7 separate regions of the Mus musculus genome follow, and all the other regions are linked to region 5. The links are chromatin contacts, called in public Hi-C, HiChIP or PLAC-seq and promoter capture Hi-C maps. All regions are on one chromosome and are shown on one strand. Each heading gives the region's core, a stretch centred on a gene start, on an enhancer-like site or on the middle of the called end of the contact. The rest is flanking DNA. Distances are from core to core; before and after follow the strand shown.

What was found. Promoter capture Hi-C pulls out the DNA fragments that hold promoters and counts their contacts. A called contact is a pair of places that touch in the nucleus more often than the background predicts. HiChIP or PLAC-seq counts read pairs in DNA pulled down with a chosen protein or histone mark.
Region 1: a contact with region 5 is called in a promoter capture Hi-C map of hippocampal neurons, with 10 times the contacts expected there. The contact joins the enhancer-like site here to the promoter of Flrt3 in region 5. A contact is called at or near these places in 3 of 39 promoter capture datasets (the 3T3-L1 cell line, hippocampal neurons and liver), 1 of 484 Hi-C or Micro-C datasets (cerebral cortex) and 2 of 115 datasets of contacts at active chromatin or transcription factors (embryonic forebrain and embryonic limb bud).
Region 2: an H3K4me3 HiChIP or PLAC-seq map of forebrain shows a contact between it and region 5, with 20 times the contacts expected there. The contact joins the enhancer-like site here to the promoter of Flrt3 in region 5. A contact is called at or near these places in 8 of 39 promoter capture datasets (the 3T3-L1 cell line, 3T3-L1-derived adipocytes, the C10 cell line and 4 more) and 3 of 115 datasets of contacts at active chromatin or transcription factors (astrocytes, embryonic forebrain and forebrain).
Region 3: a contact with region 5 is called in a promoter capture Hi-C map of hippocampal neurons, with 29 times the contacts expected there. The contact joins the enhancer-like site here to the promoter of Flrt3 in region 5. A contact is called at or near these places in 8 of 39 promoter capture datasets (the 3T3-L1 cell line, the C10 cell line, cranial neural crest and 4 more), 6 of 484 Hi-C or Micro-C datasets (brain, cerebellar granule neurons, cerebral cortex and 3 more) and 5 of 115 datasets of contacts at active chromatin or transcription factors (astrocytes, embryonic forebrain, embryonic limb bud and 2 more).
Region 4: a promoter capture Hi-C map of hippocampal neurons shows a contact between it and region 5, with 11 times the contacts expected there. The contact joins the enhancer-like site here to the promoter of Flrt3 in region 5. A contact is called at or near these places in 8 of 39 promoter capture datasets (the 3T3-L1 cell line, the C10 cell line, cranial neural crest and 4 more), 1 of 484 Hi-C or Micro-C datasets (cardiomyocytes) and 3 of 115 datasets of contacts at active chromatin or transcription factors (embryonic forebrain, embryonic limb bud and embryonic stem cells).
Region 6: a promoter capture Hi-C map of second pharyngeal arch cranial neural crest shows a contact between it and region 5, with 11 times the contacts expected there. The contact joins the enhancer-like site here to the promoter of Flrt3 in region 5. A contact is called at or near these places in 6 of 39 promoter capture datasets (the 3T3-L1 cell line, cranial neural crest, hippocampal neurons and 3 more), 2 of 484 Hi-C or Micro-C datasets (the N1E-115 cell line and cerebellum) and 2 of 115 datasets of contacts at active chromatin or transcription factors (astrocytes and embryonic limb bud).
Region 7: a contact with region 5 is called in a Hi-C map of the N1E-115 cell line, with 6 times the contacts expected there. The contact joins the enhancer-like site here to the promoter of Flrt3 in region 5. A contact is called at or near these places in 4 of 39 promoter capture datasets (the 3T3-L1 cell line, the C10 cell line, cranial neural crest and 1 more), 4 of 484 Hi-C or Micro-C datasets (the N1E-115 cell line, cerebral cortex, cortical neurons and 1 more) and 4 of 115 datasets of contacts at active chromatin or transcription factors (embryonic forebrain, embryonic limb bud, embryonic stem cells and 1 more).

Annotation. Positions count from the first base shown.
Region 1 is chr2:142,515,349-142,519,360 of GRCm38.p6, reverse strand. No RefSeq gene overlaps it. Among named protein-coding and RNA genes, the nearest start is that of Kif16b, 380 kb to the left of the region's middle. Within about 2 kb of position 1,425, at least 4 of the 459 cell types and tissues checked have an H3K27ac peak or open chromatin away from gene starts, as enhancers often do. A contact at or near this core is called in hippocampal neurons, where this site is marked.
Region 2 is chr2:142,558,200-142,561,989 of GRCm38.p6, reverse strand. No RefSeq gene overlaps it. Among named protein-coding and RNA genes, the nearest start is that of Kif16b, 340 kb to the left of the region's middle. Within about 2 kb of position 1,874, at least 37 of the 459 cell types and tissues checked have an H3K27ac peak or open chromatin away from gene starts, as enhancers often do. A contact at or near this core is called in forebrain, where this site is marked.
Region 3 is chr2:142,608,900-142,612,700 of GRCm38.p6, reverse strand. No RefSeq gene overlaps it. Among named protein-coding and RNA genes, the nearest start is that of Kif16b, 290 kb to the left of the region's middle. Within about 2 kb of position 1,355, at least 64 of the 459 cell types and tissues checked have an H3K27ac peak or open chromatin away from gene starts, as enhancers often do. A contact at or near this core is called in cerebral cortex and hippocampal neurons, where this site is marked.
Region 4 is chr2:142,633,492-142,637,302 of GRCm38.p6, reverse strand. The region is part of intron 25 of Kif16b (kinesin family member 16B); the gene reads left to right. Among named protein-coding and RNA genes, the nearest start is that of Kif16b, 270 kb to the left of the region's middle. Within about 2 kb of position 1,507, at least 7 of the 459 cell types and tissues checked have an H3K27ac peak or open chromatin away from gene starts, as enhancers often do. A contact at or near this core is called in hippocampal neurons, where this site is marked.
Region 5 is chr2:140,669,116-140,672,972 of GRCm38.p6, reverse strand. Flrt3 (fibronectin leucine rich transmembrane protein 3) reads left to right here and starts at 1,497. Exons shown (of 3, transcript NM_178382.4): 1 at 1,497-1,727. The region is part of intron 3 of Macrod2 (mono-ADP ribosylhydrolase 2); the gene reads right to left.
Region 6 is chr2:142,431,073-142,434,711 of GRCm38.p6, reverse strand. No RefSeq gene overlaps it. Among named protein-coding and RNA genes, the nearest start is that of Kif16b, 470 kb to the left of the region's middle. Within about 2 kb of position 1,356, at least 6 of the 459 cell types and tissues checked have an H3K27ac peak or open chromatin away from gene starts, as enhancers often do. A contact at or near this core is called in second pharyngeal arch cranial neural crest, where this site is marked.
Region 7 is chr2:142,587,907-142,592,067 of GRCm38.p6, reverse strand. No RefSeq gene overlaps it. Among named protein-coding and RNA genes, the nearest start is that of Kif16b, 310 kb to the left of the region's middle. Within about 2 kb of position 2,272, at least 26 of the 459 cell types and tissues checked have an H3K27ac peak or open chromatin away from gene starts, as enhancers often do. A contact at or near this core is called in the N1E-115 cell line, where this site is marked.

The DNA.
Region 1 (4,012 bases), core at 176-2,675, 1.8 Mb before region 5:
TGGAAGTTTCTTCCATACTACTGTGGCTGGAGTCATTAAGTGGTATGTTAAACTAGAGATCGTATGATGTGCTTTGTATTATGTTTTCTGTTTTCCTTTTTATTTTTTAACAGCAAGTGCTCCTTTAAAAAAAAAAGATTTATTTTATGTATGTGAGTACTCTGTTGCTCTTTTCAGACACACCAGAAGAGGCCAGCCATCAGATCCCATTATGGATAGTTGTAAGCTACCATGTAGTAGCTGGGAATTGAACTCAGGACCTCTGGAGGAACAGTCAGTGCTCTTAATCACTGAGCCATCTCTCCAGCCCATCCATGTTTTCTGTTTTTCAACCTGAATATATGTATATATATATATATATATATATATATATATATATATATATATCCATTTCTCATTCTTAGTTATGGTGGAGAAACTATCATAATAGCAATATCAGGACCACCTGCGCTAACAGCTGTCTTGTTCTGGGACAGTTTGAGCCCATCACACCTGTCATGACAATAGTTTCTCATAGCAGCCTGGTGACTGAGCTCTCCTCCCTGTTTTAGAGATGAGGGAATTAATATTGCTGGAATCGGAAAGTGATAATATTTTAAAACACGGCAAATCGGATTCCAGAATCCTTGCTCTGAACTGCTTTACAAGATTACCCTTTTGGAGCAAGCCTCAACTTTCTTAACTCACTGTGATGCCCTTTTCTAGGTAAGACCTTCCTTTTAGATGCGTTTGAGATGGGACAGTAGGCTTGCCGCCAAGACTGATGACCTGCGTTTGATCCTGAAAGTTGTCTCTGCTCTTCAGATACTTGTGGCATGAACATTTGTCTGTAAATGTGCATGCGTACACATACACAAGCAAGTATATGTGAAAATAGATTTTCCAATGATACAAAATCTATACATAAATGTCCTATAATGTGGAAAAGTGTTATCAACACTAGGAAGGCTGTCCACATGTATGTGGCACCACTTGAAAGTAATTGACATTATGAATGAATTCTCCTTTTTTCCCATTTATCAGCACAATAAGAATATGCTGGTTTCTTTTAGTTAGAAAGAAATCAGGTATGAGACAGAGGAATTGGAAATGATGAAAAACAATGCATTAATTTAAAAAAGTCAGGGGTCTAATGTGTTATTTTCATACATGTGTACAGAAAGCTAGACCCAGTGACCTTCTGGGGCTGGGGCTGGGATGTATCTCAAGGCCAGGGAAAATGAGGAACAACATGGAGATGGAAGGGGATATTGGACAGTTGTGCAAACCCTTGCTTTTGGGAGGAAGAAATTGATGGAAAGTCACTTGTGAACAGCCACACCCCTTGTTATTAGTGGCAGGATACAGCCTAAAGCACAGGCCTTGACACCATGGGAGATGGTTTTTTCCTCTTCATGCTGCCATCAGCTCTGAGCTGACAGATGCCAGCTGCCAGTGCTTCACTGAAGGACTGACATATTTCCACTTTGAGTAGGCGGGTGCCTGCAGTGCTATCTCTTCTAAAAAATCTTGGGTGTTTCTGGCTTGGGGCGGAGGTGCAGTTTATGGAAATTATTTATTTATTGTGATAAACTTAGCTGTCGTTGGTCACATCCAATGACAGGTGACAATTTTATTCTGAGAAAACATAACTCCACAATGAGGAAGGGAAAGAGTTTTAATGACAGTAAACTTTTCCTCCAAGAGGAAAAGAAAAGAACCCCATTTTAAGAGAGGTTGGAGGGAGTCAAAGAGTTTGGATATTTTTCTCTAAATCTTTTTGAGGTAGGGAAAGTGGCCTTGGTACTTATATAGGCATCTCAGAATGAATATATCTCCTCTGTCCTAACACATTTCCTTTCTGTATTGTACGACAATATAGAGCCTAGAAAATGAAGAGTAAGATTCAAATATTTTTATTCACAATTTCTATCTTAGTTAAGCATTCCTGTATAGATGCTCTAGGCAGACACACTTTTAATCATCTGTTAACCTAATATTGATATAATAATTAGCCAATGGCCAGTGAAAATAGAAATATAATAGTTAGGTGATGGTAGGGTTGAATGAAGGAATTAGGAAAAAGGAACACCCTTAAGCTAGGCTGAGAAATTTCAGGGGGACCCTGGGCAAATATCAAAGCTAAAACTACATCCAAGTTCCTTGGTAATTAATTCTGGTACAGTAATGGACAAATTTAAAGGTTCATATCCACTCCACCTCACCACCACTGCAATCATATCTCAGCCAGATGTGACACCTCACAGATTGCATTCATACTTTTTTCCTGCTCTCCTCAGAGAAACAAAAGGACAGTGGAACTGCCATCCCCAAGAAGGAAGCAATAGCCAGAAGGCATTTTCCTCTACCTCTTTTACACTCTCCTGACTGTTATCAATTGCTCTGAAGGGGCTCCATGACCAAAGCAACTTTTATAAAGGACAACATTTAATTGGGGCTGGCTTACTGGTTCAGAGGTTCAGTCCATTATCATCATGGAGATAGTATGGCAGCATCCAGGCAGATGGGGGGACTGGAGGAACTTGGATCATCTTGATCCAAGGCAAACAGGAGAAGACTGGCTTCCAGGAAGCTTGGAGGAGAGTCTCAAAACCCATCCCCACAGTGACACACTTCTTCCAACAAGGCCACACCTCCAATTGTACCATTCCCTGGGCCAAACATATTCAAACCACCACAATGGTTCTATCTTTTAGAGGCTGCCTTTTGTACAGTAGTGAACCTTCTTCCTCCCTCCCCTTTCTCCTTCTCCTCTCATCTTTCTCCTCCTCTTCCTCCTTCATCTCCTGTTCCTCATCTTCCTTTATTGTGTGCTTTCTAAGCACTGGCATATTGTATAGATTTTGTTTTTCATTCTTCAAGAACTCATAAGGGTAATTACAAGCATGCCCATTAAAGATGGTGTTTCAGAAGGCTAGGCCCTTCTGCAAATGCACCCAGCTACTAAGTCACTGTGGTGGCAATCAAGTTTGTGGTGAGTAATGTATTAGCTTCCCGTTACGCTAATGAAATGTCTGAGACAAAAAGCTTTGGGGCCAATAGCGTTAGAGTGTCCAGTTTAAACTGGAGAACGTGCTGTGTGACCTCTCACAAAGCAACATCTCACGGTGAACGTTTCTGGTGGGGAAGCAGTTTAGCACCACAGGGAAACAGGAAACGACCAGAGTTCCACATCCAGCTCCAGTGCCTGCAAACACCATGAACATCTCCAGGCATCACCCTGAAGCTTTCAGCTCCCAAAGGTATCTTTTGGGGAACAAGACTTTACAGCATGAACCCTTACAAACATTTGCTCAAACCACAGAACACAAGCACATTTATTTGCTGGGGTCAGGAGTTGGCTACTCTGGGTAGTTAAGGGTAAGTTTCCCACATTGATTAAAATTACAGGGTCAAGAGGTCTTTCTACTCCAGCAAAAACAAGAGGTTTTTCTCCACTAGAGAGAAACTCACAGACACTTATGACCACAGGTGCCAGCCTAAGAGGACATTAGTAGACAGAGTTGGTAAGGAGCAGTGTGTTGGGGGGGCACACAAAGCACAAGACAGCCATGCCCCTGGCAGTTTACAAAGCTCCATTAAGTGCTACTTCACATAGAGGTCACCCAGAACCCAAGCCCCTTTGAACTTAAATTTATACTAAAGTGATTAATTAAAACAATTAGCTTCTCAAGGCAGGTCAGATTCTACTGAACAAATGAACTTCACATAAAATAGTCCAATATACCCACAAGGACACATTTACATGAGTGCCTGTTGACAAGTTTATTTAAAACATATTAAAAGAGCAAAATATGAGAGGCAATGGGAAACATTCCAAGAAGGATTAATCATTAGGCAAACTAGCTTCCATAATTAATCCAAGACGCTCAGTAATGTGAGACAATTTGGAGGCTGAGGTAGGAATAGCCTGAGTCCAAGTTTTTCCTGGGCTATGAAGCAAGTTTCAGGCTAGCCTGGGCTACATCATTTGATCATATTAAAAAAAAAAAAAAACCAAGTAAACACAAAA
Region 2 (3,790 bases), core at 625-3,124, 1.9 Mb before region 5:
GATCATGGTGTTTAATCACAGCAATAGAACCCTAACTAAGGCAGGTGATGAGCTCGTCTCTGCCACATGTTCCTACCACCATGATATAATGCCTAAGCCTGTTGGGTCAAGTGACCATGGACCAAACCCTCTAAAGATATAAACCAAAGCAAATCTCTCCTGCCTCAAGTTGTTTCTTTCAAGTATCTGGTCACAGCAACAAGAAAGATAGCTAATACATACTTTATCTTATATTGGATTTATATTGGCCACACAATTGTTTGCTAAGCTACTTTGTTACTTAATGCCATATTGAGTTTAACATTCTGGGTTAATATGTATTTTATTCCTATATCATAGATTCTAATGATTTATAATATTTCATTGTGTCTTTACATTTATTCTTAGTATTATATATTTATGTGGTTTTCTCTCTGTGCCCTTCAGCCTTTGCCTCTCTTCTCCATTCTCTTTTCTCCCTCTCTCCTTCCCTCCCCTCTTTCTATTTCTGGCTCTGGTTCTCTCTCTTTTTCTTTCTCTCCCTCTCCCCCATCCCTCCCTCCCTCCTCTCCCTCTGCCCCTCCCTCCCCCTCTCCCTGTCCATCTCCCTTTCTCTCCCCTACTCCCTCCCCCTTTTCCTTTCTTGGCTTGGCTTGGCTTGTCTCTCTTTTAGTTGGCAGTTACAAAGGATGCAGCTGAATGCGTATTACTGTGGCAGTTCTGGTAGAAACAATAGAGGCATGTGACTGAAGCCTGCCTGTGCTGCCATATCCTTTCCTGGGACTTTGAGTTCTCACTGAAATACTGCAGAAAGACTTTAGCTTAGTTTCTCATCGCTTTCAATCGCTGTTCTTGGCATTCTTCTCCCTTTTCCTATAATCCTACAAGATCCTGCAAATCCTTCCATTGAGTTTCCATATTGCCCAAGGCAGCCGTTGCCCATTCCTGTTTACTATCAAAAAATCTCTAGCAAATGCAATCAGGGAACATGTGTAGGTGATAGAATACTAATCTGACTTTTCAACACTTTAAACTAATTAAAGGAATGACTTACAGACTTATTAAAATCAAGGGTAACTCTATAATCTTATGCAGTTATGTAGTTTATTTTTTCCTCTATGAATACATAATTGCCCTTGGAAATTGTAAACATTTGCAACATTTTAGCCTGCCATGTAAATTGATATTTGTTTAATTTGTTCACAAAATCTATTGGTGTCTTGGCTGGAAACTCTTGGGGATCTGTTTCGGCCCAATCTCTGTTTTTATGGGCTATTTATGAACCTCAGGAAAGAAGGATTTACTATCATTTTTATGGAAATGCTGGTGGGACTATAACTATGGTAACACAGATGGCCCCATTGTAAAACATAAATGCAGTGTGCATACAAGGAAGTGCGATTAGGTAAAGGGGTGCTTAGCTAGTCTATGAGACAGAATATGTGCTGTCAGGTAGGTTCTATTTATTCAAGTGGCCCTACAGAGCAAGGCGCCAGAACAGTGTTCTCTGCAGTGTTTTGACTTCTTCAGGTTTAAACTTTGTTAACAGCCCCTCTCTGACCAGATCACTAAGAAGCAAAGCAAGAGAGCTTGTCTTGAGGCTTTTATAGAGAGCTAGGCAATGGCTTCCAACTGGAAATAAGATCTAGAGTTAACACTCAGTCCATCTCAGGGCTTGTCATCTAAATCTTCATCTTGTTCTCATGGGGACTGAAAAATGGTCTAAAGGAAAACAGAACATACTTGAGCAAAATGTGTCCAGGAATTACAATGACTAAGGATTTAGAATCTAGTCATCCTAGTTTGGGATTCAGTTTGGCCAGATTGGCCTGACAGTGAATAATTTATGCAGCCAACTCCCAGGCATTAGATATTCTTTCTAAACAGGCTCCTTATGCATTCTTGACAGTTATGAGGATTTATGGCTCAAGGCCCACCTGCTGTGTAGTCAGTACTCTCTAATGGTGGCCACTATTTTTTTGTAATCATTTTATGTTTCAGTAAGATATTTTGGGCTTCAAAGACCTCTATATACTTTGGATAATGGGTTTATTGAAAAAACATATAGAGGAATTAGAGAGATAATAATCCTAGCCACATTAGTAGAAATAAAGTGAGCAAGTTTAACAGCAGAGCAGGGAGGCCCATGGGAATTCTGAGATTCCCAGGGTATGTAGTATGCTCAGCTCCAAAAATTTGAGGATGCCAAGTTTCCTTAGTCAGTTGATGCTTCATCCTATTTGTGCCTGCTTCTTTTCATTTATGTCAAACAGCCACTAAGCTTTTCTTTTGATATTGTTCATTTGTTTATTTCATTTTAAAATGAGTTTGTTCACATTGGAACATACAGAACATGCAGCCATTCATATTAATGGCTCCATGGCTTCCCATAATATAGGTATAATCAAAGTTGTTGAAATAGCCTTTTCCTACGGATGGGCTATATGATTGTTACCAATATTTGGCTACTATTTTAGGATATGGTTATGTCCTAAAAAAATTTCTGGTTAGCCTCAGCAAAAAAAAAAATAACAGATAAAAAATTATAATTATTCAAGATGTGCAATGTGGCAATTTGATTTGTACATATATTACCAATCCTGTTAATTAACACATCCACCCCAACAGTAGTCATCATTTGTATGTAGGGATGAACACTTAAAAATCTGTTCTCATAAAATGTCAAGTAAACAGTACAACATTAATTATAGTTACTATGCCTATGCTAGAGACCCAGAGTTTATTCATCATGTTGCTAAAAGTCGGACCTTTTATATTTCATAAAAAATTTCCCCTTGTTCTTTCACTCTTAATAGCCAGTGTTCCCTGTCAGGTATTTTCTGCTTTCTAACACTTTAGCTTATTTAAGACTTTGACTTACTCAGTGCCTCTTGGCTTCTCCCGGGGCATCTTTCTAGTACCTACTGACCTTTTTGCCCTTCTTCACAAAGAGTTCAGTTAACCAAAGTCCAACGTGTCCATTTTCAGGGTGGAATTGCCTGTATAGACTTTAATAAGCCTGCTTGACTACTTAGCTTAGATGCCATTCTTGGTGAAAGTGGGCACAGCTGGATAATATTTTACTTGCTTTTGATGTAGCTGATCTCAACTCCATGCACACTGTGAGAAGACAGAGGGTGAGGAAGAGGGGAGGGAAATGAGGACATCAGAGTTCAAACAGAGCATAGTGAAGCCTGTGTGTCTGCTGGTGACCTGATACTCTGGGATGAAATGGGTGATATGGGAGGTGTGATTGGAAACTTGTCAGTTTTCTCAGTTCTAGTGTATTGCCTGTGGAGGGGGAAATACTGAACTGCATGTGAATCTATTGCTGTATGTGGGCATATTTCATGCCATATTGCCTTAGATCAAACCTCCTGGAAACAGACTCTCAGAGCCCTGTGGGTGGGTTGGGTGGGTGATGGTCTTACAGCCTCCTTCATTAGAAAGTAAGGGGGCAAAATTGTTAAAGGAGAAATCAAAGCAGAGCAATTCAACTGGCCTTTAAAACTGCCCCTAACAGAGTGGGGGAGCCTATACATTCCCAGTCAATCCATCACTAGAAACAAGTGGGTAACTCTTTCCAGCTGACAGCCATTGCTACAGAGGGACTTCTCAAGGCCAGTAGTAACAATCCTCCTGGTAGCTGGGGAAATGCATGCTCATTCCTGATTGGCCATCATACACATGATATAGTCTAATGATCCAGCTTGTCGATGATGTTCCCTCACTTACTGTCTTCTGGCTTTCCTGATCAAACTGTGTACAGTCTGACAGCATCTTATTTCATTTAATGTAACTAGGGAGACCA
Region 3 (3,801 bases), core at 106-2,605, 1.9 Mb before region 5:
GCCTTAGATATGTTCTAGCTCCAGGCTCCAGTTATGGGCTTAATAGAGTTCAGATGTGACTGAGAAACGGGCTCCAGCAGAGGAGGCTCAGACAGTACTGTGAGAGCTCATGTGGGGGACAGACTACATCGACCACATCGGTAGGCTGTACTCTGCCTGCAGTCACCAGTCACCATCTCTGAAGTACAGTGTTCTGCTGTTTCACTAAAGGTTAAACAGCTCGAAGGGGGTTGTGACTCACTCAAGTGAAAGAGCTAATTGGAACCTGAGTCTTGTGTTAACTCTGGGGCCCCCTGCTACTGTCTAGATTAGAGGAGAATCCTGACTATGTCAGTCCTGGGGAGGCAGGATATAGAACTTACACCAGTTATTTTCATAAAAGGAAAATTTGAGTGATTTATAGCTAGCTGAAAAGAACGGAGGTAGAGACCACAACTGTGTCACAGAGGTGGAAACTGCCATTAGCAGCTGCCTTCCCTAGAGTTGGAGAAATGTGTGGGGAAAGGCTGGGACATTCAGACTTAGAATCGTGGAGGGACTGCCCCACAGTACTAAATGCAAGCACCACAGAGGAGAGGCATGTGAACTCCTGTCCTCCATACCCCCCCCCCAGCTTCCTTCCTGGGGCATTTAGCTTTGCCCACCTTCCAAGAGATCGTCCCAGGTAGGCCTGTGGACAATTTCCAACTCTCATTATCCTCCCCTTCCCACTCCCAGAATATCCAACTGCTTATTACCTAAATTAACCTGAATGGGCTGGGGAAGTGTGTGTGTGTGTGTGTGTGTGTGTGTGTGTGTGTGTGTCCATCTATGCAGCTATGGAGAAAGTCGTCCTTGCTGTTTCTGCTGGGTAAGGCTTTCCAGATTGGGGAAGGAGTGGCCACACCCCTATAAGGAACCCCTTACCTGGGCTCTGTAATGAAAGCCAATAAACTCATTGGTTCCCTAGAATAAAGTTGGTTGTATTGTGCTTTGGTATGACACTGGGTCCTTAGGAAAAGGGTTACATGTTGCTTACATCTCTCTCTGGGAAAGAATTTTAGCAACAAGGGAACGAGTGGGAATGTAGCACCACCGGTGCTCCCTTCTAATTTGGAAGAAGGTATTTACTGTCCAGATGCCTCCTCCTCGCCCCCCTTCCCCCCTTCCCCCCCCCCCCCCAGGTGCTGCTACATCTCCAAGGGTAAAGACAAAATGTAGTCGGCTGATAAATGCAAACCAGCATGCTGGGTCTAGATGCTGTCCCTTGCATGTTCTGCTGTCACCACCAGGGGGAAGAAGTGGGGCACAGGTGATGCTGAGAGGAACAGGAAGTCCCCGGGAAAAGGAAGTAGACATTGAGACTTGCTGGTATGCTGGGAATAGACAAGAAAGAGGAACAGGTTCTCTTCTCTGTACCATGTAGGCCTCCTCCCTCTAGTACCCTGACTTGGCAAAGCGTCACGGGGAGCAGCTGGCAGAACAGAATTAAGGTTTGCATGTGCCAGCCCCACAGGCCCAGAGCAGAACAGAAAGGGGTAGACTTAAAATCTGGAAGGAAGTTTTACTAACGGGCACGCTGAGTTTCCACTTCACCTGAAGCCAGGACCTAACTGTCACCAGTTGTCAGTCAACTGTTCTGAAGTCAGACACTATGAACCAGCATTGTGTGTCCCTAGTTACTATCTAACTGCTGGGCCACTATACTATGGCCTGGGTGGGGTGGGGGGGGTTGTCTTAATCTATATGACTTCAGGCCCCCAGGCACATAGCTCTACACACACACACACACACACACACACACACACACACACTTTTTTTTTTTCAATTTAAAGGGGAAGGGAGGAAGGAAAAGAAAAAGGAACCAAAATATCAAGACACCCATTCCTGAAGCAAAATGATAGTTGGATTTTTTTTTTTTCTATTCTTCCATCAAGAAAGTTGCTTGATGACTCAGAAAATGGATCAGGGAGGATACGCTCCAATTCCTCAGTCATGTGGGGCAGACCAACAGTTTAGATACGCCCCAGGGACATGAGATGAGGAGATTTCTAGAACATCTGTCAGGGGAGTAAGCTTTATGGGCAGAAGTTTGGAGGCCAGTGTTGCTATGTTATTGATTAATTCAGTCATTGTTGTGTTCTTTTTGAGGCTACTGAGTACCCCTATTACTCTGTACCGAGTCACTGCTAATTCCCATGGACTATCCATTTAAGGTGGGCAGCTTCCTCTCTTCTGCTCAAGTGACTTGAAGTGCTATTCACTTGAGAAATTACTTTTCTGCTTATCTTCATGAGAGGCATGCTCAGCCATGACATCCCTGGCGCTGACCTTAAGAGTCCTAGAATGACGGTTTTGAGCCTCAGAACCCAAAAAGAGCTATTTCTCAAAAACCATTAAGGGCTCAGAAGCATACACGAGAGGACGGGAGGTGCAGCCTTTTTGCTGTGATAGTTTGTTGACCTTGTTGACTTTGTGAGACAGGGTTTCTCTTTGCCATGTAGCTTTGGATGGCCTGGTATTCATTCTGTAGATCAGGCTGATCCCAAACTTGCAGTGATTCTGTGGCCCTTGCCCTCCAGGTGAATGGATTATAGCAAATGGATCACTGCCTCGTACCCTCTTCCTGCTCTCTCCCACAATCCTGTACCTTAAGTCTTTTTTATCTCATAGCTTTTAGAGACAGAGGGGATGCACAAGGGTTTCTTTTAAGTAAGTAGGAAGGAGGTGGGATGCTGCAATTCTCTTGTTGCAACTCACTAGGAAAGTGGCAGGAAGGGAAAGAGGCTCATTGTGTTGTTCTAAGCACCAGGAGTGAGAACCAGAGAGATGACCCAGGTCTGCTGGGGTCAGCAGGGGCCAATGTGCAGGGGCTGGATGGGAGGGGAGAAAAGAATCTGTAAGAGCCAAGTTAAATCCTGAGGTTAAAGGTTAGACTTGACCCTGGACTTGGGGAAATAGCTGGTCATTTTCATTCTCTTAGCTGACTCCATGACAGATGAGAGTTCTTGGACCACAAGGCTCCATGTTTCTTGTCTGCTTAGGCACTGCTGGGTAGTGAGAGACGGGCCACTGGTTATCTATCTAGTAGAATTGCTAGGTGTGTTTCAGGGTGGCAGGTGAGGCACAGGGATGCTTGATTTATTATTCTAGAATGGATATTAAGTCTTCAAGCTGCTTCTTAGCAACGGACTAGAGGAGGCAGAAAGGATGAAGTAAGGAAAGCTAGAGCATTGGTGACAGGGTCCTCAGGTACGCAGATCAGTGGAAGAAAACCAAGAATGGGCATCCACAGGGAGGCAGGGGACATCAGCAAGGTTCTGTGATGTGAGCATCTAATGTGACTCCAATTCAAAGAGGGAAACAAGTATGCTGTCTTCTAACAGTGACTGGCCCAAAGCAGAGCCTGAGGGTGCTGAGGAGGCCTGGGGAAGTCAGAATCCCAGGGCTACCTTCCCAGCTGCAGCCTGAGCACTCCAGTCCCCAAGAAGGGAGCTGCTTCCAGGCTCCTAATTGCATTGCTGTATCTTCCTGCTGCAAAAGACCAGACCTGAGGCTCCCAGACATTCCAGATGTGAGTGTGCGTGCGTGCGTGCGTGCGTGCGTGCGTGCGTGCGTGCGTGCGTGCGTGTGTGTGTGTGTGGGCACTCGCGCACAGGACATGGAAGAAGAGAGCCTGTTCTGTTTCTAGGAAGTCTGGAAACTAGAAACCACAGCCAGATGGGCCCAGCCTGGGGGATGGTCATGGCACATTGGAGCATGAAATCAGACTTTGGAGGGAGATGAGGGTATGGTTTGGCGGCGGATCAGGAAGGGATTCTC
Region 4 (3,811 bases), core at 258-2,757, 2.0 Mb before region 5:
CATATACCCAGAAGATGTTCCAACTTGTAATAAGAACACATGCTCCAGTATGTTCATAGCATCCTTATTTATAATAGCCAGAAGCTGGAAAGAACCCAGCTGTCCCTCAAAGGAGGAATGGATCCAGAAAATGCAGTACATTTACACAATGGAGTACTATTCAGCTATTAAAAATAATGAATTCATGAAATTCTTAGGCAAATGGATGGATCTGGAGGCTATCATCCTGAGTGAGGTAATCCAATCACAAAATAACACACATAGTATACACTCACTGATAAGCAGATATTAGTCCAAAAACTTAGAATATCCAAGATACAATTTGCAAAACACATGAAACTCAAGAAGAAGGAAGACCAAAGTGTGGATACTTTGCTCCTTCTTAGAATGGGGAACAAAATACCCATGGAAGGAGTTACAGAAACAAAGTTCAGAGCTGAGACGGAAGGAAAGACCATCCAGAGACTGCCACACCAGGGGATCCATCCCATATACAGCCACCAAACGCAGACACTATTGCATATGCCAGAAAGATTTTGCTGACAGGACCCTGACATAGCTCTCTCTTGTGAGTGTGTGCCAATGCCTGGCAAATACAGAAGTGGATGCTCACAGTCATTAGGGAACACAGGACCCCTAATGAAGGAGCTAGAGAAAGCACCCAAGGAGCTGAAGGGGTCTATAATCCTATAGGAGGAACAACAATATGAACTAACCAATACCCCAGCGCTACGTCTCTAGTTGCATATGTAGCAGGGGATGGCCTAGTCGGCCATCAATGGGAGGAGAGGCCCTTGGTCTGCAAAAATCATATGCCCTCGTACAGGGGAATGCCAGGGCCAGGAAGCAAGAGTGGGTAGGTTGGGGAGCAGGGCAGGGGGAGGGTATAGGAGGCTTTGGGGATACCATTTGAAATGTAAATGAAGAAAATATCTAATTAAAAATATTAGTTTTGTGATTGGGGGTCACCACAGCATGAGGAACTGTATCAAAGAGTCACAGCATTAGTATGGTTGAGAACCACTGCTGTAGATCCTTCTAGAAGCCATGCCAGGTACATTCCTATTCTTTTACTGTATGGCATAACATGCCACTTGTTAGCTTGCATCTGCCAGCTAAACCCCAAGGCCTAACTTCACGCCTCCTGAAATAGTTGGTCTTGTTTCTTTGCACTGATGTCAGCACAGTTCCTCCTCATACATCTCCTTTGTTGCAACAGCTCAAAAGGCACATTTGGGATTTTCACGCATCCCTATATTTTAAAAGCTGCAGCCTCTGTGCCGCGTTGCCCTCAAGCCTGGTGCTTTCTATTTATATCAACATTTGGGAGTCATCCTTCCTCTTTTATGGAATCCTGTCCAATTTGCATTAGGCTTTCTTGCAGATGCCACTATTCCCTTAACTCCATTTATTTAGATTTGTTTCCCAAATAAACAGTGCCGTCCTTTGAAAAAGGGTGTCGACCATGGCCTCTGCTGCTAAGCCCCATCCTGTCCTTTGCAGCCTCTCTGTGCTGCCTCTTTATTTTAGAATTCAGCTGGCTCATCTCTCCTGACAATCCTTCCTGGCTCTATGTGTGTCACTTACGCTTCATTTTGTTAATGAATGAGAGCATATGCCACAGCCCTTTGAGATAATACTAAGGGAGAAACAAATGGATAAAATCATCAGTTGTTCTCCACAACTCTTTGCCTACCCTTGGTCTGTGTAAAGCTCCCATCTACTTTCAAATAGATTTATTTCTGTTCCCAGCAGTTCTCTGTAATGCATTTATATTTACATATATAATTTTTATTCTAGGTAACCCCAACGTTTTTTGTAAAGACATTTTATTTAATCTCTTTTTAAAATTGAGATCACCTGTTTCATACTTTTTATAAAATTAGGAAACTGATGTTGGACTCAAGAAAGCACTAATCAATGTTGAACATGGTAGAAATTGAAAATGCCCTCATTTTTACAGTGGACTTTTGATGCAGCTAGAAAGCAACCCCTGTGGACTGCAGGGCTTGTGCTGCAGAGCTCTGATTAAACACTGTGAGCAGGAAGATGACTGCTGCTTCTGGAAATGTCTCCAGAGTCTGAGTCTATGATTCTCTGAATCTCTTCTCCTTTCCTTACCCATTGGCCATAGCACTTGTCCTGCAGTCCCCATGCTGTGTGTATGTGCTGCTCCTGAAAGAATCTGAACATTTCAAGGAACAGCTTACGTACTATATACTAGTATCTCTTGCCTGAATGGAAGCTTCCTTGAGATACAAATTAAAATTAAAAAGTGAGCACAGAGCTAGAGAGATGGCTCAGCAATTGTTAGGGCTGGCTCATAACCACCTGAACTGCAGGTGATTTGACATCCTCCCTGACCTCTGAGAGCACCCACACAAATGTGCTCAAACAGACATGCACACATGTAAGTAACAATAAAATAGGTATTTTTTTTTGAAAGTGTGCTCTCAACTTAGCCCCAGTTTGCTCATTCGCTGGTGAAAGGCCCCATGGCTCTTTCTAGAACCTCCAGCTATCCTGCTTCCTGTGACTGGGACATCAGCATCCCATTGCCTGTTTCCTCTAGCAGAAGACTGCAAGTGGTACCGAAGGATGGGATGACAGGAAGAATGACACTCAGCTACCCAGTGTACCAGTCACTTAGCCTTCAGTGTCTTTTGTGAACATATACACTGCATATACAGACATACACATGGCAAACATATTCATCTACAGAAAGCTGTATAGAAAAGGACATTTTATCTGCATTTCCATGTGTAAAACACACACCTAGTCCCATCCTTTTCAGATAGAGATATTGTGTGTGAGAAATTTTGGTCTGGTATTCTCTCTGCCTCTGTACCCCTGACACTTATGCCTCAATTATTGTGCAAATCCCCAGTTAATCCTCTCTGTTCTGTGGGGTCATAGGCCTACCACTGAGGGCCCTGGTCCTTGCACCTGGGGTCTGACCATAGCTTCCCACAGGGACAGAGGACCAACCGTGGAGGACACTGAAATAAAGGCCAAGACAGAAGGGTAATCTGCAAGGCAAATAGTCCCACGGAGATTGTTGGAAACCCCTTGTCCAGGGAACAAAATAAGGGGCAGTGGGTCTTCCCTCCCAGAGCCTAAGAAGCTTGCCCTCTTGCCCTGAGTTCAGGAACTTGGTGTTGAGACAGCCATGGACATGGAATTTTAGCCAAATGGAATCTACCATCCACATAGAAACTATCGTAGGCTAAAATCCGAGGCGAACTGCATGTTCTGCTCAGCCACAAGCACAGCTGGAGGAGAGGGCTCTTCGGTGCTCCTATTCAGGGCTACGTCTATCCCAGATTCCACCAGAAGGGAGGCCTTGGGCTTCTACTGAGTCATATGCAATGAATTCCTAATCCTTTAGTTGTTTATTCCCCAATTTTTTGAATTTTTGCTTAAGTGCATTGTAGGGAAGAGATACCTCACAGCAAGATATTCACTAAAAACTCTTAGCAGTCAGTGTAGTCATTTGGAGCAGCCATTATATCTCAGATTGTCAAGAATCTCTGTGAATTTTTATAGTGCTAGAAAGAACCTAAGCTTGGAAACAAAATAATAATACTAATAATTGCCTTTCCCCCAAATGCATTTGTTAGAATATCAGAATCGGAAATGTGACTGAAGTAAGCTCTTACCTGGTATGGGTTGGTTTTCAGCTCATATTTAATCATCATTTCCCATTTTAAAATGTTTCCTCTTTATGGCTTGAGAGCAAGCAGTTTTTGAAATGAAGGTCTGCCAATGCCTGACGAGAGGCAGTATGGGAAATACATTTCCATGCATGCTG
Region 5 (3,857 bases), core at 248-2,747:
AGAAAGAATTATTTCAAACAATAATTTAATCCAGGTGTTTGATTTTCAGTAACTGAAATCACTCCTATCCTTTCCTGAGAGGTTATCAGTTACACCTACTTTTTCCATCAAAAATCTACGGCCACCTCTCAGTTTAACCTGCACTACTGAAGACTTCTGAGAAATTGGCTTTTCAATAGATGTTAACATGCTAAAGTCCTACTTTCATTCAGTGGGCCATTCCTCAGAAGTCAGCAAGAGAGCAAGCATAGAACAATAGGTGTCGGAACATCTCTTATCGAGGGGTCACCTTCCACTCCTGAGAGCACCCATTCTCAGAGGGGAGTTCTAAAGGTCAAACAGCTGCCAAACTCAAGTTAGGAACCACGTGAAGCTAACGGAGAGAATAGCCATGTACTCCTAAGACAGACAACTAGCCTTCAGAGACAAACAGACCATTTCCTAGAAAGGATAAAGTCATGAGCTTGTTAGAATCAAGCAAAGAAAGAAGGGAAAGGAGATTGCTATTTGGGTAAATATAGAAACAAGATTCGTCACTTAAATTCACTTACTTAGGAGAAAACTTACAAGTCCAAATAACAGAAAACTGATGATAAAATTATACCTGGAAATTAAAGTCTTGGAATCCTGTTAATTAGGCAGAGAAATCTTAGTGTCTTGCAACTGTCACTATTTATTCATGTACGCAAATTAAAATGATTTAAACCTGGAAGAACCATTTCTAACAGATATTTTAAGATATTGATGACTGCAGCCATGCTCGTGGCAGCAAAAACCATAATAATAATAATAAAAAAGAATGTAGTTAGGCTCAACCCTTTTAATTTTAGGGAAGACTGATAAATATGAGTGATTGTATCTTCCTAGTTCTGAAGTAGAGGTATACCCTTATGCACACATGTAGGTGGTCTCTCTAGTAGTACATAAAACAGTCTTCATTATGTGAAAATGCATGTGGAAAAAAAAACCTTTCTACTTCCCAATAAGACTGCTTTCTTCAATATTTTTCACTGTTCTTCCATTTTCTCCCTTCTCCTAAGTAAATCACCATTTGACCCTGCTTTCTCATTTGCCAAATCAATATTAGTTGGGATTGCCATCCTCTGTTCTCCACAGTTACGATTTTAATGTAATAAAAATAATCTGACTTTTGTTAACTTATTTTTGGTACAGATGGCTTGAGCATCAGACACCTGTTTCTCTATTGTGATCTTATAAATATTCTCCTAGCGTGCTTGTGTTTTTCTGAGTGTGCTATCACTACCTTGCAGTAGTAAACTTTAGGGAGCGCGGAGATTCCAGAGTTGCTGCCTACAAACCAAATGGCATCTCAGCTTTGGCAAACTGAAAGGCTCATTTCGGCTTCTCTCACCCCCTCTAGCGTTGGCAAAGCTCATCTGTCTGATTATCCAGTTACCTCACTGAACAAGAGCTGGGCTAAGTCCTGCCCACCTATGACATCACCCCCTTCCTCAACCACTGCGAGGTGAAGCTTTAAACTTCAGACTTGGAGGTGGGCTGCGCGCAGTCAACTGGATGCTCTCGCGCGCAGTCCTCAGCGCAGGAGTGATCTGAAGCAGGACCGCTCAGGCTGCAGCTGCCGTGGCTTTGTGTGCACTGGATGCCGCGCTCCGGAGACGGGGGAGGGTTTTTACTTCAACTCACAGGCAATGGAATTACAGCTGTAGCAGCAGGGTATAAAGGATTGCTTTTTCCTCGTCTTCCTGGTAAGTGTTTTCCATGCTTTTTCTCATAATTGTCCCAGAAACTTCGCTTGCTCTTACTCTCTAGAAGGAAATGACTAGCTTGGTTCCATGAGGGATCCAAGTAGCCACGTTTGCTCTGTCAGCAGGACGGGTCAAAGATGTGCGTGCAAGCCAGCTCTAGGGAAAGTCTTACAAAATAGCCGAATGTTATAAGTTTCTTACAGACTTAAATCATTTTTAAAAATAATAAATAGCTCCTCTCTGTTTCAAGCAATTTCTATCCGCGCAGAGCTTCACGGAAAACTGCAGTTGGAAAGTTGAGTGTTTGAGATAGGAGAGGCAGATTTTTCTCGGCTACAAAAGCGAAAGGTCGCTAACTTGGTGTGTACTGTATGTGTGGTATGATCACCTATCGCTGTTTCTATAACTGTGAAAGAAATCAATAACCCCTCAGCCCATGAGTACGCAGTACATGAAAAGCATACATCTTGCTCGCCGCCAGCAAAGCTGCGCTGGGAGACTGGGATGCCTCTGTAGAGGATTAACAGCTACACCTAGATTTGAAAGCTTGCACTGCTTATCCGGCCCCAGCTCCTTCAGGCATTCCGGGCTCGGGAATCTCAACTAGTAAATCCAACTCAGAATCTCCGGGCCAAACCATATTCCCAGTCCAGGAGACTGTCAAAGCCTATCGCTTGGGCGAGTGTAGAATGTGACTAGCATAGTAACTGGGTAGTCCACTCAGAAAAACTAACAAAGCTCACCCTGGAAGCCGTGCTTGATGTATGCAGTGAGGGGAACAGGGGAGGGAAGCCTCATCAAATGGCAAAGGCAGAGTGTCCCTTCACTTGCAACACACAGTGAAAAATATTGTATTGATACAAATGCGTTAGACCACAAAGCTTCCAAAAGGTATTTAAGTGTATCTAATTAAAAAAAATGTTTTTCAGTAAATTATGTCTGAAACAAAATGGTTGCATAAAGGTAAAGAGTGCAACAGGCCCATCTTTTCTCAACATTGGGAGCGGGTTTATTACTTATTTAGAATGAAAAGGAGATGGAAAATGTTGGTGTTTTCCAAATTACAAAATCAAATGGTTTTTAATAATTATTTTGATTGTTCTCAATAAATCTATGCTTCAAAATGCACATATTTGCTGTGTTATTGGGATGAAACAACATGGTCAAAGCCATGAAAAGTGCTTCAGCTGTGGCTATTCCTTTATTCATCCTTAACTGTGTAAGAATACCCTAACCAGTATAAACAGAAGGATGAACCTGTCAGCTCCCAGGCTACGATCACTTAGGCTTGACTCAGAGTGACAGGTGACTGACACCCATCTCTTTGGAAATGAGCAAAGAAGGTAATTCTTTTAAAGTGCCATAACATATTATTATCACTACAAATATCAACAAGCATAATGGTATGACTGTGCAAAGGCTGGTTATCACTTAGCTTCACGTATATGTGTATGCATATATATATATACTTATCAGCCTAAAATGAGGAAAAGGGTTAAAAATGTCATTACATGTGTTCAACTAAAGAACAAGAAATACCAGTTTATTGTTTTACTAGAAAACTCCCAAGGGTGAGAAACTATATTAGCAAATGAATAAACACAGTGAATTCATTAATAGGGTATTCTAATAGTGGCATCAATCAGTTATTAATTGGGCTCTTTTTTTTTCTCTGCATACCCTTTTGAAAATCGATTCTGGTTAGGTTCAAAATGCCCAATTAAACAATTCCTGAATCTGATGTTTATGAGATAACAGCAAATAAAGGTGTTTTTTTTAAAACAAAAATTACAAAACAAAACAGGAAATTTGTCATAACTAAATGTGGCAGCTAATAGAAGCTATGTTTCTTTTGCTTTCAAGTGTTAATTAAGGAGCCTCCGATTCTATCAAAACTTTTTCAGAGCTAAATGAAGCGGTGTGAAATAAATTTGGTTGAAATCTTGTGGCTGTCAGACTTTGTTAGTGAGCTATTAATTATCTTTACCCCAGTTTCTTCTCTGGCTATATTGCCCAATCAAATAGAAACTCCAATTATACTCAGAGGCTCCTGCCTAGGGACAGAAGACCCTAATGAACAGTCAGTCCCTCCAGATGAAAAATACAATTATCAGTTTGAAACAGGCAAGC
Region 6 (3,639 bases), core at 107-2,606, 1.8 Mb before region 5:
AGAGGACTGTGTGTAATGAGAATAACATCTCCCCTATTTTTCTAAGCAGTGTGTACCATGAAGGCACTGCCCCTTCATTTTTTATTTTTGTCTGCAGCCTTCATTCATGCATGCTTTGCCTGGGCACAGATCACAATGCACTTTGAGGACCCTAAGGGTCTATTACTCACATAAGCACCAGGGGCTTATCATTTTGAGAAATGATTTGCTCAATAATCAGGAAGGAGTGTATTTTCATGGTGTGATCCCATGTGGCTTAAACAAGTTCCCAGAGGTTTCTCTTGGTTTTGTCTCCCGCAGAGCTTGTTTTTATGATCTTCCAGCTTGTGATCTTGGCTTTGGGTGTATTGTTTCTCTCCTTGCTACTTGGTTTTCTTAGGAGTGATGCCGGTAGAGGGAAAAGGAAGTGCTCTGTAGTCACATGCTATCCAAATAGGCCCTCCATGCTTCCTGTTCTGGTTACTCTGTCATGGATGTTCAAGAAGCTCCTGGAAGCCTACACTGCATTTATCTCTCGACTGAAGTGATAGAATATTTCGTCCTCATTTTCTCCTCTTCTCCACCCTCCTTACCTCCATGAGGTGAGCAGTTTTGTTCCATTATGTGCTTGGCTCTAGGATGTTACCTTATATGGCTCCAAAGGCTGCTGGCTTAATGACACAGTGCCTAAAAATTCTGGAACTCTGACACTGATAAAACTTTTCTTCTTTTAGGTAATGTTTCTCAGGTGTTGGTCTCAGAGACAGGCAGCTAAGGCAAATGTAGTTGCAACTGAAGGACTTTGATTTTCTTTCTTCCTTGACTAGGAGCAAGCCTGCAGAAATCCCTCCTGCCAGATTAATGGAAAGAGGTTCTCCTTTGTACTGGAAAAGGCTGGTTCTTGGTTCTCATCTGTCTTCAGGCTATCTGGAGATCTTGGGATCTGGTCGAAGAGATGGCTCCTAGCTCTTGTGACATTTGTCACCTTATCAAAGTTACCCAGGTGAGCCTCTGGTTGTTGTTGACTGAAACTATCATCAAGGTAGTCAAAATAGACTGCGTGGGATGGTGGCTTTAAACGGTGTCTCTTGACCTTGAATGTTTGGGTAATGCTTTAAAGTTGTGAAGTTAGAAACACAGCTTAGACTGTTTTAAAGACAAACAATAAAGTTTTACAAAAGAACCTGAAGAACAGGTGTGCCCACCCAAGCCCAGTTTGGAGGTACGCAGCTTTGGCACGCAGAAATGTAACTCCTTCCCGTTAGTGGGGTTAATAAAAAGCTGGTATAAGACAAAAGATACAGGGCAGTGGAGTTACCAGGTAAACCATGAATAAGCAGAGTCTGAATAAGATGAATGTGAATGGCCTTCCCCCCACAGCTGGGACCGTTTACTTGTGCGTTTAAATCAATATGCATTCAAGTCTATCTTTTTCCCTAGCGTTCATCCCTCCGCCTCCCTGCTGAGTTTTATGAATTACAGTTGTGGCTTTGTTTGGCTCTTTTTCATCAAGCTTTGTAACTTCTAACCAGTGCTTTATTTTACTCCAAGTATGTATAACATGTGGCTTGGTTTCAACTGAAAGAATAATTTAAGTATTAGATTTAGATATTAATTTTCTTTAAAAATAATAGCACATAAGTAGATATTAATTTATTTTAAAAATAATAGCACAAGTAATGTTTTCATCTTACTGCATCAACAGTGTATTTTATTGAAATCACACATATTTTTTGAAACCAAAAATTACAGTGAAAAGGGCAGTCTATCTGCAATTTAGCAAATCGTTTTTAATATCCTACCCAATAGAAAGCAGCTGGCTGGAAATGATGTCTGTCTTCCTTCAACTCACCTTGAGTTCATCTCATTGTAGCCTCAGGAAAACACTCTGTTACTCAAGGGACTAATAAGGATGGAAGGGGAGAGAGATTTTAGGATTATGACGGAAGTGGTTTTGATCCTGTGAACCCGAACAGACCTTGGAGGTCCTAGGACTTCCTGGTAAATAATGATACGGTGTTCTAGTACAGAGCAGGCTCAGGATGCTTTTGTGGGGGGTAGGTTAGGTTTGGCTGTGTTAGTACATGTTTTCTCATATGAATGAATATGTTCCTCTCTGGATACATGATAAACATTTTTTTTATTTCATGATTATCATGAATGGCATTTATTAATTTAAAATAATTATATTAAAGAAAATAACTCAATTTTATTGTCCACATTATAATGCCCAGCTAATTGTCATAGGAGTCTCAAACTTTACTTCTGTACTTCTATCTTAAGAGGCATAATTTTCCCTGGGTACAAAGCGTTTAGAAGATTTATTAAGTCCTGCCCTATGCTCCCTTTCCCAACATTTTTATTTATCCATAGGAGATAGGACTTTTGTTAAGTCTCAAACCATGAACAAATGACTGAGGTGCCTATTTACTATATCAAAACAGATCTGGCCTCCTAGTTTTCCATATCCTTCAGTCCCTATCTGTTACAGGGCATGGCTGGCATATCCTGCCCTCTACTCTGAACTCTCCAGCCCAAGGCCTGTGCTTCCCCTACCCTAGAGGCTCTTCCCTATATAACCCAGCCATTTTGGTTATCCGCCCCTTTTTACCTTTTGCCTTCTTGGTTACTGCACTTGGTTCCCCTCTTTCCTCATGTGGCTCAGGGACATATCCACTCTGAACTTTCCCAGACATCTCTGCCTCTCACTATGCTCTCCCTTTTATCTCCAATAAACCTCCTCCTTCACCATACCTAGAGACAATAATGCCCTTTCGTTGTTTGACTTCTTTTCATTCAACTTTAAAATTAAATGTATTTAGTTGTTACAAATTAGTTATTTTTTTATGAAGCTTTAGAATTTGTAGCAATAGGAGAAAAAAAATAATAGCTGTGTCCGAGTGGGTTGGGGTTGGCAAAGAGGATAGATTCTTTAGGGTATTATTCATTGTCAGAGATTTGGGTGGAATTTCATCCAATAATGAAGTTTTTAAATGTCATTTTCAGGTACATTTTAAAAAAACTGTTGTATAAAATCATATTTCTTTCTAGTCAGTAATGTTCTTCCTGAGGCAATAAGAGAGAAGTAGTAAGTCGACTGCATCTCATTCATGTGCTGCAAAGAAGGTGAACTGGAGAAGAGAACAAAGGATGGGCTGATGTGTAGTTAAGAAAATATAATAAAACGTTAACAATAGCTCAGAAGGAAAAGAATATAGGTGTACAATTTCTTTCCCTTTCCCTTGTGAACTTTTCCATAAATCAACACTAGGGAAAGTATGTAAAGGGCAATGTGAAGTAAACTTAGGAGCTGGGCAAGTGTGAGACTCGAGTGACTAGCTAGGGAAGCAGTGATTGGAACAGCATGCATGGAGATGTGGCCCCACCCCCTCCACATCTGCATCTTGGCAGTGATTCATGGACAGCAAGGGCAGAGCAAGTGGTGAGATCTGTGGCTGGTGCCAGAGTCAAGAAATGGGCATGAATTTAAAGTGAGAGAACATGAGTAGACACTCTGGGTGTAACAGGGCCATCTTGTTATGAAGCATACAGCCATGGACGGTCACTATATTGTGAGTGTTTGCTTGAATCTGTACAGGAATCTTTTTTCAAGCCCGGTGTTTCCATGCAAGCATAAGAGCTAGAGAAGCAGAGGCCAAG
Region 7 (4,161 bases), core at 1,023-3,522, 1.9 Mb before region 5:
AAGGCAGTGGGAGCTTGTGATAGACAAGAGATGCTTACTGCATGGTGGCCAGGAATCAGCAAGCAGGACATAGGTAGGGGCTGGGGACCAGGAACCCTCAAATGCCCACTCCAGTGACCATTCTTCCTACAGTGAAGCCCCATCTTCTAAAGTTTCCTTCTTCCTATAAATGTCTATGTTTGTACCAAGCTGACAAATCCCCCAAAACAGTACGATTAGCTATGGACCAAGTGTTAACACAAGAACCTTTGAAAGACATTTCACAGTCTAGCCACAATAGCAGAGCTATGAGACACCTTTGTGGAAAAGTGAATATCCATCAGCCAAGGCCCCAAACAAACAACATACAAAACAAAGCAACAAAACAACAGAACAAAATTTCAGTAATAACAAAAACGCAAAAAGATAATTTAACCAAAATGATCATTTGGGGAAGATGGAATTTAAACGTTTCAGCCCAACTTTGGGATCCTGACTTGAGCGTAAATAGAGATTGATGGAAGTGGGTGAGAAGAAGTAAGAGTCTTTGTCCAGTTGTCTCCAGTTGATCCTATCTGGTTCTGCAGGGTGTCCTTGAAGAGTTCCTCACTGCTTAAGGATTCAGAGATATGTTCCTGCTTGAGGGGTGAGGCTTCATGGGCTAGTGTGTGTGTGTGTGTGTGTGTGTGTGTGTGTGTGTGTGTGTGAGAGAGAGAGAGAGAGAGAGAGAGAGAGAGAGAGAGAGAGAGAGACTCTGTTGTTCCTGAAACCCCAAACATATAAGGTTGGAAAAACTCACTGGAGACTTTCAGGCACCTTTTTGGAGGTCAGGGACAGGGTGGCATAAATCCAACTGTAAAATGCCTCAGCTGCTCTTATCTCTGTGCATTGGGCTTTGAAGGGGGATGTGATCTGTCAGGTTTCACCAGCTTTTAGACAGACACTTACTGCATGATTAACATGTCTACATGCAGAGGTAAGCAGGAGTCTGTCCCAAAGTAAAAGAGACAGATATAGACCAGCTTAATGAGGCATGACTGTGATCTCAGAACTTGAGGAAGAAAGATTGGTTCAAGTTCATAGCCTGCCAGGGTTATCTAGTGAGACCCATCTAAAAGAAAAACTGGAAGAAAAAGGAAAAGAAAAAAATATAAAAGGAGACAAATATAAAATGAAAGCTGAGATGCCAGGCTTTTATCTTGCCCTTAGTTAGCTTGAGGGTCCAAGCAAAGAGTTCTGGTTTTCAGTTAAAGCAGTAACTAACTACTGGTAACAACAAGAGATGGTGGCAGGCATGGCTGATTTTCTGATCACAGCCTTGAGGGAAAGTTAGCCAGCACCCCATGGCTAAGATACTCCTGGGTTCCTGACCTCAGGACCCATGAGATTATATATACTTGCTCTCTCCAGCTGCTCCATCTGGGAGAGCCAGATAATTTGTTATGCAGAAATAGGTAACTGCTATGCCGTCCCTTCTGCATCTTCAGCTACTTCCTCTGTACAAATGTACATAGTCAAGGGGCACCCCTGAACAGCTGTTCTGAATAAAACTAAAAGAAGCAAGAAAGAGAGACACAGACACAAGGAGGGGCGAGAGGCATCTGGAAGATGTCTCCCGCTCCTCAGTCATTTGCTCTGCGTTTCTTCCCTGGATGCCGAGGTCTTTTAGAATGATCAGCCAAGCTGAAAACAGTCTTCTCAGGGTTAAGATGGCATCGACAAGTAATTTAATGCTTTCTTTTGATTGGATTAGTGGCTAAGCCATTGACTAGTCTCTCCAGCTGAGACAAGGAAAGTTTAGCCCAGTTAAATTAAATCTCTTCGGCATCATTGGTTCGAACAGCCTACTCACTTCTGCACCAGATGCTCAGAACATTTTTGTTGTTGTTGTTGTTGTGGAATGTGAAGAGAAGCAAAAAGAATGAATCCTCTTTGCTTAGGCGGGAGGACTGATCGCCTTACCTACCCAGCATGATTATTGCAGCACATATGGTTTAGAGGCGCTGAGAAAGGTAATGGATCTGCCGGAATTAGCACCTGACTTGGGCGAGCACCGGAGCAGAAACTCTCCCTCCTTTTAACACGCGGGCTCAGTGAGGCAGGCCAAGCCTCATAATCACCATCGATTATCTCATTCGCCATGACTCCTGGGAAATCTTGGGTGAAAGCAAATTGAATCCGATATTTGCTGCCTCTGTTGTCAAAGAGACCACTTTCAGATTAATTCCAGGATGACAGCAGCCCAGACAATGGAGCCCTGCAGTAGTGTGACCAAAGGGGCTGCCAGGCACAGAGAGAAGATGCCCCTCTTGTGAGCAGATGTATAGAGAAGGTGGCTTTGGAGCAAAGCACCATCAGAACATAGAGGATTAGTCACAGAGGGTGGCTCCTTCAAGGAACTGATTGTTAACAAAGGTTAATTAAACCAGGCCCAGGCCTCATTGCTCCCGAGGGTGTCCTTGGCTCCCTAAGGAGGAAACTGCTGCCTGGGGGCTCTGGGATAGGACTCCAGGCACAAAGAGAATAAACCCTCTCATGGACCCAGGCTGGGTCATTCCAAGGACTCCCTTGGCCTTAGGGAAGGAGGATGAATCAGTGAAACTTGAAAAGGGCAAGTGTTTGTTTACAGGGAGACAAAGATTAGGGGCTGGCAAGTCCTTCTGGAAGCCCAGTGGTATCACTGATTGAGAACTCAGCCCTGAAGGCTGAATTCTCTGCTAATAACCTGCTTAGAGAGCAACCCGTAGCAAGTGCAGACTCTCTTCTCATTTAATTTATATTACTTATTTAATTAGCTATTTATTTGTTTAGTGTGTGTGTGTGTGTGTGTGTGTGTGTGTGTGTGTGTGTGTGTGTGTGCTTGATCATGCATTCATGTACCTGGGTGTGTGTTTATTGTAGTTTAAACCAGTATTTCATACAAGCTAGGCAAGTCTCTACTAAGTGCCCAGCTCTTTCACTGTTCTTTTTTAGACCCAGTGTTCTGTACTTCCCCAGGCTAGCCAGAACTACTATTTATCTCAGAACAGGGCTTGATCTTGATCTCCTCCTACTTCAGTTTCCCAAGGAACCAAGATTACAGACCTGTGCCAGTAGATCCAGGCAAGAATCATCTATTTCTGACCCTGAGAGAGGAGACTTCCCAAAAAGGGGATCCATTCTTTTAATCAGGGGCTCCAGATCACATGTGTTACAATTCCCAAAGAGCATTGTGGTCTGACTATCATGGGCAATAAACACCATACCAGCCAGAAAAAGCAACTAGAGTGAAATCAGTCTTCAGGAACCAACCCGGCTGGCAAGTTGTGCCTGTGGGCCTCATCAAGTAGAGTCAGTGAGACATTCGGGTGGTATTATTTATCCAGTACCTGACCTTGTGGCAAACATTATAGGTTTGCATAAATGACAAAAGTGACACAAAAAGAGAAGCATTTCTGTTTTAGAAACCCAATCACCTTAGGTACCTGCTCTCCTCTCAGGCTTGGTGTGTTCTCCTACTTCTAAGGACTCGCACTTATAGCTATGTGTCACTGGCTGTCTCTTGGTCTATCAGGGCTTGCTTCACAGAACTGGAAGCAGTTTAGAATTCATGTCTCCTCTCCCTGAGTAGGGCCACCATTGCACATATCGTCTAGAGTCCCTGAAGCTAGGTTGAAGCTGCACCTCTGTGAGACTTTGACAATGCACCAGCTTGGCTTCCTACACTACATCTGTCTTGGTTTCCGATTTAGTCTCCGAGTGCTTTCTGTCACCTATTTAGCCCTTTTCAGAGGAAGGAAGGACCAAATAGGGGAAACATGGAAAAAAGCTCATGCTCCCAGCCATATTTGTTCAAGAGTTTCTTGCCTTTAGAGCTAAGGTTGGCTGGAACCACAAACCCTTTATCAGCAGCATTGGAAAGATGCCATTGATTCATGGGGAGGTCTAAGTTGGCGCACCCATTCAGTGTATGATCATTGGAACCCAATAGCCAATGGACTTGAAATTTTGATTTATCCCAATGAACACGTTCCTTATAGGTAGATTTTTCTCATTTATGCTCAAAGTGTCTTCCATGACACGGATGGACACATGAGAACTGTCACTGGAAGGAGAAATCATTCTATGTTTATTTTCTCTGAAAACTAGAGGCTGAGCAACCAGAGTCATGATCTGATAGTGTTACCTGTCTATAAAACAACT